Regions from separate parts of the Sus scrofa genome. Here region 2 is linked to region 1. A link is a contact called in public HiChIP or PLAC-seq data. All regions are on one chromosome and are shown on one strand. The core of a region is the stretch at or near the end of the contact, and the rest is flanking DNA. Distances in the headings are between cores, read along the strand shown.

Region 1 (5,798 bases), core at 1,961-4,460:
CCAGCACCTTGACTAGAGTGGTGAGATGCCGCTTGTCTCTCCGCCCAGGGAAGATCCAGGCTAGGTCCAGTCCATCAAAGCCATGGGTCCGCAGGAATGGTGGCACCGACTTGATGAAAGTCCTGCGACTCTGAGTGTTGGAGGCTATTTTGGAAAATCTGGAACCGAAATCACCCCAATAGAATTCTCAGCACCAAAATGCTGAATGCCTCGGCCCTCTGGGGGTAGGTCTCTGGGACATATGGAGCCCAAACCCACACAGCTCTAAGAGGCCATGTTTGGGACAAGACCCATCTCTAGGCATCTTAGAGTGTACGCTTTGGAGCCAGATATCCTTGGATCTATCATCTACTATCCAAGACACATTGAGCAGGTTATAACCTGAGCCTCAGCTTCCTCATCTCTAAAATGGGCATAAATATATCACGTAGTGCTGTTATGAGGATTACATGTGATAATGGCTGGACAGGATGCATGACATGCATGGGAGCTCTCATGGCCATACCTTGTCCCCTTTTCAGAGCTCCTACTCTACCCACTCCATGAAGTCTTCCCAGGGCCTCCACTTCCAAATGTTTCCTTTCATTTCATCTCTCTCTTTCCAGCCCCTTCGGATAGTAGCCCCCAAATGTCTTTGCTTTCATGTCTGAGAAGCAGTTTAAAAGAGCATTTGCAGGAAATCAGAAGCCTTACCTTGCTGTGTGACTCTTGGCAAGTCCCTTTCCCTTTTGGGCTCTGATTTATTGGTTGTACATGAGGTAGACCCCTGAAAACCATTTAGGACCCTGTGCCTGACCAGTTTGGGATCCCCGTGACCACCTGCCCCACACATAGCAGGTGAGGAGAAACTTACGCCTCTTCCTACTCCATCATCCTCTGGGGAATGTGTCCTACCTTTGAGAACCAAAGTTCCATCCTCCAACAGACAGGAGGGTCTTCAGGTTGGGGTTCCTGTGGAGCACAGGGAAGCAGGAGGGTAGGGGTGAAGGGAAGTTGTTGGAGCATGGGGTGGCCCCATGTTTGGGAGGCTGTGGAAGGCTTCTAGCTTGGAGTGGGAGGTCCTTCCTTCCAACCCTGAGATTTAGTAGGCTAAGAACTGCTAAGTATTTGTGGCAGTTACTCCTAGGTATGCTGCCCAATTTCATTCCCTCCAATGGGGAAGCCAGGCTATGACAAAATAGAGCCATGAACACTCTGATGCTCCATGGAGAGGTGATGAGAGACATGCCTCCCTTTCCCAAGGGAGCTCAGCTGCACCTTCTTCTACAGTCTGCCTCTTTCAATAACCTGCCACTTCCCCTCATCACCTCCTCTCACTGAAGCCGAGGCCCTCCTACTCTCCACCCAGAGGGGAGTACTGAGGGCCATCCCCTTGGGCAGAGGGACTCTGCCCTGAAGCCAGCCCGGCTAACCCTCCATCTTCCTCCAGCCCTGGCCAGCCCATGGCCCAACCTGTTCTTGAGTGTGTTCAGTGTGTCATAGAGCGTCACATCATTCCACTCCAAGGTGTCAATCTCATTGTTGCTTATGTTGGCAAAGCTGTAGATGATGTGGGTGCAGAGGAAGGGGTCGATGGCATCTGGGAAGCAGCTCCCATCACCCTCCCGGTACTGAGACCAGCTGGTATAGTAGCAAACCAGCTTGTAGGCAGCACCTGAAGGAGAAGGCTAGGGTGGGGCCTGGGCCAGGATTGAGCCTGAGCCCCAAGCTGCACACCAATGGGATTTTAGGGGGCGGGATAGATGGACAGAATTGTGAGCAAAATTAGAATCCTAAATGAAAGGGTCTGGCTCAGGTGCCTCTGCCTTTTTGTTCTTGTTTGATGAAAATAAGGCCCTATTCCGGAGTTCCCATCATGGCACAGCAGAAACAAATCTGACTAGGAAACATGAGGTTGTGGATTTGATCCGTGGCCCCTCTCAGTGGGTTAAGGATCTGGCATTGCTGTGGCTGTGGTGTAGGCCAGTAGCTGTACCTCAGATTGAACCCCTAGCCTAGGAACTTCCATATGCCTCGGGTGCAGCCCTAAAAAGCAAAATAATAAGGTCAATTCTGAAAACGCTTAGAAAAGATCAAATGCAATGGATAAATATACTGCCAGGGTGGGGTGCGAGGGGAGCAGGCTGATGAATAAAGATGAAATGGGACCTGGTGCAAGTAAAGAAGGCTTCCTGGAGGCAGTGGCTTTGAAGGAGAGGAGGTGCCCAGTCTTCAACAGCCAGTGTCAGAAGACCCTGGCCTTCAGGGGAGATTCTCGCAGGACCTTCAGTGGAGTATTTGATCTGAGATTCTCTGGCTCATCTCTTCTCTGCCTTCCTGTGGGAGTGCCCCTAACTTGCAACCCACCCAGAACAGCAGTCCCTAGGCTCTCTTGGTCCATCCCTCAAGCTGGGGTACAATAGCTCAATGGATCAATTCCTCCTCTCCTCTCATTCTGATTTCTCCTGCTGCAAAGTAGGCCTCTTCTGCCCTCTGGCAGTGAGCATCCTTCATCGTTGCTGTCTCTGGGCTCCTGTTAGTGGTTCCCACCAGACCCTTAGTTGAAGACTTCACTGAATCTGAGTCTTTGAAAAATTTTAATTTTGAAATTGTTTAAATATATAGAAAAGTAGTAGAAAAGTAGGGAGTAGTAGTATGATAAACATCTATATACTCATTACCTCATCACCTGGGTTTAACAAATGCTAATATTTCTCAGCCATTTAAGCCACAGAAGAAATTGGAAACACACTCTGTCAGTGCTCAGGTCTCCTCCTCACAGCCCTTGCCACACCCACACCTCCTGGGACTTAAAAGGGGGTTACTTACAGCTCTGGAGCAGCACCAGGGCCACAAAACCTGAAAGGAAATGCAAGGTGAGACCACCTCCTGCAAGTATCTCCTGCCCATCCTTCTGCTCCCCATCACCGCACCCCCCCCCGCTACCCCTCCACCCCATCCCCGGCCCCCAGCCACCCCAATCAGGGAATCAAGGTCAAGGGCCTCCTCAGACCAGGCTCCTCCTCCCTCCCTCCCCATCTCTGCTTTCCACCCCCTTCCCTCTCCTTCCCACTGCCCCTCCCACTCTGCAGGTAGGAGGCCAGTCCCTCTGTGCAGTGGCTCAAGGGCCAACCCAGAGACCTGTCTGAGCCACCCTCAGACCCATCCTGGCTGTAGAAGAGGGGTGGCTGTGTGGCTTCTTCCTGTGCCGTCAGCCTCCTGCAGCCCACAGCGTAGGCAGGACACTTCCTCAGACCTTGAACTTCCTCTTATACCTGTCCCACTCCACTCCCCCACGCCCCACACCATCCCATTTATGGGAACTGAGCTATGTGTCAATGAAGGAACTACCAGGCTTGAAAGTGGTGGGGGTGGAGCCCTGCCACCAAGGCGATTGAGAAACCCTGGAGAGTTTTGAAAACTTGGGCCAGATCTCCCTGAGGCATCTGCCAGCAGAAGAGCTGTTAAGGCTATGATCTGGGGGCTCCCGGGGCCAGTGACTCAACCTCACACTCACTTTTCTCTGTTTTCTCACTGGCAGTTTCTGGGCTTTTCTGGCAGCTTCTACCTTTTCCTCTCCAGCACTCCATGCATCTAGGCCCTTGGCCGGGTTGAAACTGGTCACAATTGAGTTCTGTAATCCATGGTGCCCCAAACAAGGCTGCTATTTAGTCTCTCCCTGAGCCCAGCAGCACCCTGCCTGACCTACTCTCCTTCTCCAAGCTGTTTCCCACAGCCAGGCCTGAGAGTAGAGGGTCAGAGAGCAACTGATGTACAGATTATTTAAAGGAAAAGCTGGAGACAGTGGGAAATTCCCAAGAATGCTCTGAGACCTGGTGCTGTTTTTCTTCCTTTTTGAAAAGCCAGTGAAAATGAGTGAGAAAAGGAGTTCCCTCTGTGGCGCAACGGGATCAGTAGTGTCTTGGGAGTGCTGGGGTGTGGGTTCAATCCGCAGCTGGGCACAGTGGTTTAAAGATCTGGTTGCCACAGCTGTGGCTTAGGTCATGACTGCGGCTCAGAGATCTGATCCCTAGCTTAGGAATTCTATAGGACTCAGGGCGGCCAAAAATGAAGAAAAAAAAAAGGTGTGAGAAAGGATCTGGATCTGGCAAGACTGGGACTGCAACAAAGTAGCAAGGAGTAAAAATGAGACAACTTTTGATAACTTTTGATTTCCCCCAGGAGAGGTTAATCTCAGAAGATGAATAATCTCCATAACTTGAGCTCCTCTCTCTTGACATGCAAGCTCAACGAAGTTATCTCTTTCTAGATCCTTCAGTGATTTTGTATCACTCTTCAGATAAGAACAAACTTCTTTTTTTTTTGTTTTTGTTTTTGTTTTTGTCTTTTTCTAGGGCCACACCAGCGGCATATGGAGGTTCCCAGGGTAGGGGTCTAATTGGAGCTGCAGCTGCTGGCCTACACCACAGCTCACAGCAATGCCAGATCCTTAACCCATTGAGCAAGGACAAGGATTGAACCTGCAACCTCATGGTTCCTAGTCGGATTCGTTAACCACTGAGCCACGACAGGAACTCTAAGAACAAACTTCTTAACAAGCCTTTGCATGGTTTGTCCCCTGTTTGTGGAAACTTTTTGGCCAAAGATTCTGGTCAGCTCAATTCTTTGCAGGCTATATATTAATTAATAGATAGTGAGTGAAAGTTCTGAATTGCCAGCGTGGGTTGGAGGGCTTCTCAACAGATACCTTTATTTTTACAATAACATTAAGTAATAATCCGATGTTAGCCACATTGCTTTCACATCCCTCTCTTGGTGGTCTCTCCCTCTGTCCCCCTTCTCTTCCTTCCTCTTCCTATAAGACTGAAACAATTTCACCCCTTTATTGTAAGAGAAGAGGACAGAAGGTGGTTTGTCCAGAGTCATACTCACAAATGCTAAAGGGACATTGTTTCTCCCTGTTAAAGCAACAAGCTTTCTTTTGTAGCCTAAATGATTGACAACGGTGATAGTCCACGAAAACTTATCCTTGTTTGTTTGGGTGGTTGGGAAGTGAACTTCCTCTCATCCCTGATAGAAGTATTACAAAGTAGCAGGCATGCAAATTTTTTCCTAACAAAGTGCAGGATGCTAAGAAAACACCTATTTTCACCCTCTTTCTTTGTTAAGAATTATTTCATAGATTCAGAATGGCCCAAGCCTTGTCCTGTGCTCCCCCCAAACCAGTTTATTAATTCCGTAATGATGGAATTACATAATAATGATATCGTCATGACAAATATCCAAGACATCCCCTGGGCCTTCTCCAGCAGGATTGGCCAAAAGTCCCCAGGCACATCACCTCGCAGCCTCATCTCACATCATTCCATGCCCAGTTTACTCCCTCTAACCCGCCCATGCATGCCTTCTTTCAGATCCTTATATTCACTCTACTCTCTCTCACCTCAGGACCTTTGTATGTGCCATCTACTTGCCTGTCAATAACTATGATGGGCCTTTTTTTTTTTTTAAGCTATTTCTTGGGCCGCTCCCGCAGCATATGGAGGTTCCCAGGCTAGGGGTCTAATTGGAGCTGTAGTCACCGGCCTACACCAGAGCCACAGCAACGCGGGATCCGAGCCGCGTCTGCAACCTACACCACAGCTCACAGCTAACGCCAGATCCTTAACCCACTAAGCAAGGGCAGGGACCAAACCCTCAACCTCATGGTTCCTAGTCGAATTCGTTAACCACTGCGCCACGATGGGAACTCCGGGCCCAAGATTTTATACTGCTTGCAAGCCAGTGACACAGACAGCCACAGCCTCATGGATTCTGGCAGAAGACAAGACTCCTAGGTCAGAGACAAAGGATTTGTT
Region 2 (6,151 bases), core at 1,541-4,040, 46 kb after region 1:
TGGCCATGGTCTAGGCCCTAAATTTCCTTTTGCCCAGACAGGGTCTCTCTGCACCCTCCTCCAACCCCTTTGTGGCTGGATGAAGAGGGACAGCAGGGCCAAGTGGCATGAAGGAGGGTGTGTGGGAACCCAGAGCATGAGGGGCTGGCAGAGATGCCCCTTGGGCCATGGACTGGATAGGGTCACTAGCCCTAACTGGATGTCACCCAGGATGAAGCTTGCTCATGGGGATGGGAGGTGTAGCCTGGAGTGATATAGAAGGAAGACTGGTAAATTCTCCAAAGCAAAAGAAGGAAGGAGGGAATTAACTCAGAGAACACATCCCGGGGATCATCTAGAAAGGAGCCAGGAAGCTCTTTTATTCTGTATCATATCCTGCCATAACATATCAAATGTCATGCAGAGAGTTTTGTACTATAGTGGCAATAAGCTCTGGTGGTTAACAGTGGGGACTCTGGAGCTTCAATGCCTGGGCTGAAATCCCAACTCTGCAACTTTTTAGCCAGATAATTTAGCTTTCTCCTTCATAAAATAGGAATGATCCCTGTTCCTCTTTGAAGGACTATCACGTGGGCAGAGAGTTAATGTATGTAAAACACTCAGAACAGGGCTGGCAGATAGTAAGCTCTGTCCCTTAGTGCTTTATGTATATTAACTTCATCCACACAAAATTCTATTATCATAAACATATACTGTGCCATATCATAGCATTCCATATGACCAGAAGTAGCTTGGGCTAAAGCTTTTTAGGAAATCTTCAACCTCTCTCTCTTCCCCATGTTTGTTATTTCTCTGGCCCCTGGCTGTTCCCTCTGTGAGATGTAGAAGGGAAATGTGTGTCCAGTGCCACAGCCCAGCCTCAGGATGAGGGGCTGAGTATAGGGAGTAGGGTGGGGTGGGAAGGGAACCCAGGAGTCCAAGTTGCTAAAGATCACCCAGAGAGTTCTCTCCTCTTGCATGAGCAGGAGCCCATCCTGGCTCTCCCATGCTGCACATGCAATCAGTGCAACAGACACGGGATGACAGTGTTGTTCTTGCTGAGCCGTGGGACTAGGACATGGAGGGAGGGACACTCAAGCCAGTAATTAGAAACACTGCGCTATACACTGTAAAATGGGCTCAGGTGCCATGAGAGCACAGAGGTTGGAGCAAGTGACCTCAGGAAAGGCCAGAGAGAGGCTGAAATTTGTCGGCCCCACAGACATAGATGAGTTGAGCTAGTGGGTGAGGAGGCCAGAACCTTCTTGGGAGAAGGAACTGCAGGGCTAGTAAGGTGATAAGGACACTTGGGGGAAGCTGAGCTTTGGAGGAGAAATCTGGCAAGAGCTCTTGGGGTAGGAGTAAGGTTGGGGGAGTGAGTGGAAGAGGGTAGCCAAGCCAAGGGAATGGGGCTTAGGAAATCCGGGGCTAGTCTCAAGAAAGGTGCCACTTACCCCACTGGATCATCAGCAGCACCATCAAACCTGAATAGCACAAAAGAGAAGGGAGAGTTTACAATGACATTCTCACTTTCCCAGGCCCTGTTTAGTTACTGAAGCACGGGAGGTAGAGGTAGTCGGGGAGGAGTGGGCTCAGGACAATTTCCTACAAATCAAGCTTCTTCTGCCCAGAAGGGACCCAGGGGAAGGCCCAGAGCTGAAGGGAAGTTTCCATGAGCTGAGCCTGCTCCCTCTCTAGAGCATCAGTGGAAGGTGGTATGGATTTAGGAAGACTCTAGGAAAACCATTGGCTTTTAAGGTTTTTAGAAAGTTTCTCTTTTGGAACTAGAAGAAAACCTATGCTGGGCCTGGAAGGAGATAATTTGAAAGAGTTTGGCCAGACATTCCATCTCTCAGTAGCCCCTGTACCTTACAGCCACTATTTACTGCTTTGTGCTGCTTTCCTGCCACACCGCACAAGACGCTGGCTGAATTACCAACATCCTTGGAGACCTAGCGCTCAGCAGGACTCCTTTTGACATACATCTTTCACCCTTCTGATGACCTTGTGTTTTCCCATTAACCTAGTGAAACTTGCGTGAAAACTTGTGGGCGTTCCCTTTGTGGCTCAGTGGGTTACAGACCCAACTAGTAACTATGAGGACTGGGGTTCAAATCCCTGGCCTCGCTCAATGGGTTAAGGATCCAGCATTGCCCTGAGCTTTGGTGTGGGTCACAGATGTGGCTTGGATCCTGAGTTGCTCTGGCTGTGGTGTAGGCCAGCAGCTGCAGCTCTGACTTGATCCCTAGCCTGGGAACTTCCATATGCCTTAGGTGTGGCCCTAAAAAAGAAAATTAAAAAATTGTAAGGACACCCAGGATCATGGCCCCTGGCCACCCTTTGCTGGGCAACCAGCAGCAAGTTGAGGAAGAATCCCTTGGCAGTGGGTGCCTCTTGGAAAGCAGGAGCCCTAAGAACACAGGAGACACAAAACCAAACATGCTAAGGTGTTCACTGACTCTGGGCTTCCAGAACAGGAGGAAAAGTCATTTTCAGCCTTTTGAGAAATCTTTTCCTTGCAACACAAAGGCTCATGGGCTGAAAGACCCCAGAGGGATCCCACAGGAAAGGCAATGAAGGATTGCAAGCCAGGCAGCAGAGGAGGAATGAACTTGACCTTCCTAAGTTCTGAAAGCTCCCTCTTCCTTACTGATGGCCATGGAGCCATTTCACAGACACACCCTCACCTCCCCACAGCTCCAGGGGCCCAGCTCACACTCCCTGACAGCTCCCACTCACCTGCCCAGGCCACAGACCATACCATGGTGCTGGCACAGTGACAGACTCCAGTCCCAGCAACAAGCTACCCAGCACTGCCCCCCCTTTTATTGGGCCTCCCTGTCCCAGCACAGCCAGGGGTGTTGAAATCAGGTGGGGCAGAGGAAGGACACAGGACAGGGGATGTGGTATGGAGAGCTAGGGTGTCAAGCAGCATGGATTGGGCAAACCTGACACAATGGCCTTTAGCAACCCTTGGTTTTCTGGAACAATCACAGGGTGTAAACTGGGCTCTCATCATTGCCAAATCAGGAGGAAGAGGAAGGGAAGCGGGAAGTGTTTCTGAACTTTCTGCTAGAGGAGCATGATTCTGACTTTCTCTGTGTGGCTTGGTAAGGACCATGAGAGCTCACAGAGCCTGCCTCATGAGGCAAGGGAGCTGGCCTGCCTGCTCGCTTGGTCATGGCCTTCTCTGAAACTCATGTAACTTCTCTGTAAGATGATGGTGTTGCTGAGTTCCCATCGTGGCACAGTGGTTAATGAATCCGACTAGGAACCAAGAGGTTTCAGGTTCGATCCCTGGCCTCGCTCAATGGGTTAAGGATCCAGCATTGCCATGAGCTGTGGTGTAGGTCTCAGATGCGGCTCGGATCCTGCATTGCTGTGGCTCTGGCGTAGGCCAGCAGCTACAGCTCTGATTAGACCCCTAGCCTGGGAACCTCCATGTGCCATGGGAGCGGCTCAAGAAAAAGGCAAAAAGACAAAAAAAAAATAATAAAATAAAAAAAAAGATGATGGTGTTGCAAATACAGTTTATATTTTGTAAGGTATTTTTATTGCTATCCATGTGATATGCTTTTATATCCATTGAGAAAACTATATAATGATAACGCACCCACGGTACATGGAGGTTCCCAGGCTGGGGTCAAATCAGGAGCTGCAGCTGTGGCCTACACCACAGCCACAGCAACATCAGATCCAAGCTGTGTTTGTGAGCTCCAGCACAACTCATGGCAGCACCAGATCCTTAACCCACGGAGCAAGGCCAGGGATCAAACCCACATCCTCATGGATACTAGTCAGGTTCATTATCACTGAGCCACAAGGGGAACTCCTCTGCCTGTGTTTCTCGTAAGGAATAGTATGGACTTCTATTAGTTTCCTGTGGCTGCTATAACAAATTACCACAAACTCGGTGGCTTAAAACAACAAAAATGTATTCTCACAGTTTGGGAGCCCAGAAGTCTGAAATCAATGTGTTGGCAGGGCCGTACTTTCTCCAAAATTTATCAGGAAGGATCTGTCCTTGCCTCCTCCAGTGTCTGACAGCTTCTGGAGTTCCTTCTTTGTGGAAGCATCACCCAAGTGTCTGTCTGCATTCTCACGTGGCTTTTTCCTCTGTATCTTCTTCTTTTCTGCCTCTTACAAAAACCCCTGTCATTGAATTTAGGGCCCACCTAATCCAGCATGATCTCTTCTTGAGATTCCTACCTTAATTACATCTGCAAAAATCCTTATCCAAGTAAGGTCACATCCTGAGGTGCTGGCTGGAGATATTAGGGGGGACATCCCTGAGCCACTACAGGACCTAACTGGCACATGTTATTTATTATGTCTTGCAGATAATGGACCATGCACCCATGAACTCTGGGGTCCTGGAAAAATTCTGCAGCATCTGAGCAATCCAGTCCTTGGTCTTTGGCCTTCATGTGAGCGGCCTGGATGACTGAGCAGCAATGTCCAGTGGCAGCAGACTCCAGAGTCAGGTTGCCTGGGTTTGAATCCCAACTCTGCCATTTACTATCTGTGTAACCTCCAGCACGTTCCTTAATTTCTCTGGGTGTTGGTTTCTTCATCTGTAAAAAGAAGTCCTTAGAGGATTGTTGCAAAGGCACTGGTCACTGGCTGCTGTTATTCCTGGGGCTCCCTAGCCCACTTCTGCCCAGTCTCTGTGGGTGTCAGAGATCAGGGCTCTGGTAACCTCTATGAGGCCCCTGAGGGGTCAGACCTCTGTGCCCAGATGGACGGTCCTTATGTCCTCACCTTCCCTCTCACTTGATGATCTTGCAAAGGAGCCCATTCAGAGTCACCTGATGTCTATAGAAGTGCCTCAGGTCCTAGAATGTGGGCAGGAGGGGAAGGGTGAAGGTGGGGAATGAAAACTAGGAGACCTTGAGAAGCTTCTCCAGAGAGGCAGGTGGCCTCCTTATCTTGCCACCACCCCATATACACAACTGACCTGTCAGCTTTGAGGTTTCCTGATCATTTTCATGTCACCAAAAGGACCCTGCAGATTCTGAGTCACTCCAGATCCTGACCTGCCCCCAATCATCCAAGGTCTCTGCTGTGTCCAGTAACCTCACCATTAGCACCACTACCTTGGTTAATGCAGCTGTTTCTTTTCATCCCCCTGACCTATCTATTACTGTTATTCTCTCCTGAAGCAGCATGCTCCTTCCATCCTTGCCCTTATCTTAATTTGCAATTATGTAATTATTTTGTGATTTGCCAGGTCAAATGTGTATCTTTCTTACTAGACTGGAAGCCCCGAGAGTGGGAACCATGTCTGTCTGTTCACTACTGTGCACTGTATAATAGACCTCAACAATGTCTGAAAATATTGAGTCAATTGATGATTGAATGTTATTTCCTCAGTCCCCTCACCACTCAATGACAAGTGCTCAGTAAGTAGCTGGTTGATGTAAATGCACTATCTCCCTGCTCCCCCAAAACAAACCTCATCTATTAGTAGAAGCCATTCTTCCATATTGCAGTTGAGAAAGAGAAACCAAAGAACTTGCAAACTTGCTCAGAGCTTGAGTGGAGCTTCCCAGGCTCTTCCCTTTCCCGTCTGGCCATCTGCAGAAGGGCCCAAGTCCCAGGCAGGAGAGGACCTTGTGGGTGCTGGCTGCTGTGGCCTTTGGTCATGTTAAAAAGCAGAGCTGGGAGTCCTCACCGCCCTTTGGGGACAAAGGGCACACTGAGTCCTCTCTGGCCATGCAGGTTGCAGCCTTGCCTGTCCAAATGTCTGCTTGTTTCCTGATCCTGGGGGACCATGTCCCTGTGGAAGCTTCTTCTCTTACCACTAGTAACAGGTTTGAGCCTGAGGCAGTAGGCGTACAGTGGGTACCACACTGAGAGGGGAGGATTGGGTCTAGGTAGTGTGGGCCAAGACCCGAACTACAGGCCATCCAGTCCCCAAGCCTCTCCCCCACTGCCTCCTTCAGAGCCTCATATAACGTGTAGACTCCTTTCCTCCTCCTTTCTTCTCTCATTCTCACTCTCTTTCTCTCTCTCCCTCTCCCTCTGTCCTTTTATTTACTTCTACACTCAATTACTGGTGTAAAATAATGTGCATGGAATTCATTGCAACATTAAAAAAGCATAAGCCTGGAGTTGCCATTGTGGCTTAGCATGTTAAGAACTGGACATGGTGTGGGTTCAACCCCTGGAC

What was found. HiChIP or PLAC-seq counts read pairs in DNA pulled down with a chosen protein or histone mark.
Region 2: an H3K27ac HiChIP or PLAC-seq map of alveolar macrophages shows a contact between it and region 1. The contact joins the promoter of CHIT1 here to the promoter of CHI3L1 in region 1. A contact is called at or near these places in 1 of 47 Hi-C or Micro-C datasets (blood) and 1 of 2 datasets of contacts at active chromatin or transcription factors (alveolar macrophages).

The regions. Positions count from the first base shown.
Region 1 is chr9:113,891,823-113,897,620 of Sscrofa11.1, forward strand. It overlaps CHI3L1 (chitinase 3 like 1), which reads right to left and starts at 3,211. Exons shown (of 10, transcript NM_001001540.1): 1 at 3,121-3,211; 2 at 2,809-2,838; 3 at 1,453-1,654; 4 at 895-951; 5 at 8-158. The coding sequence starts at 3,145.
Region 2 is chr9:113,938,655-113,944,805 of Sscrofa11.1, forward strand. CHIT1 (chitotriosidase-1) reads right to left here and starts at 2,791. Exons shown (of 11, transcript XM_003130296.4): 1 at 2,719-2,791; 2 at 1,434-1,463. The coding sequence starts at 2,743.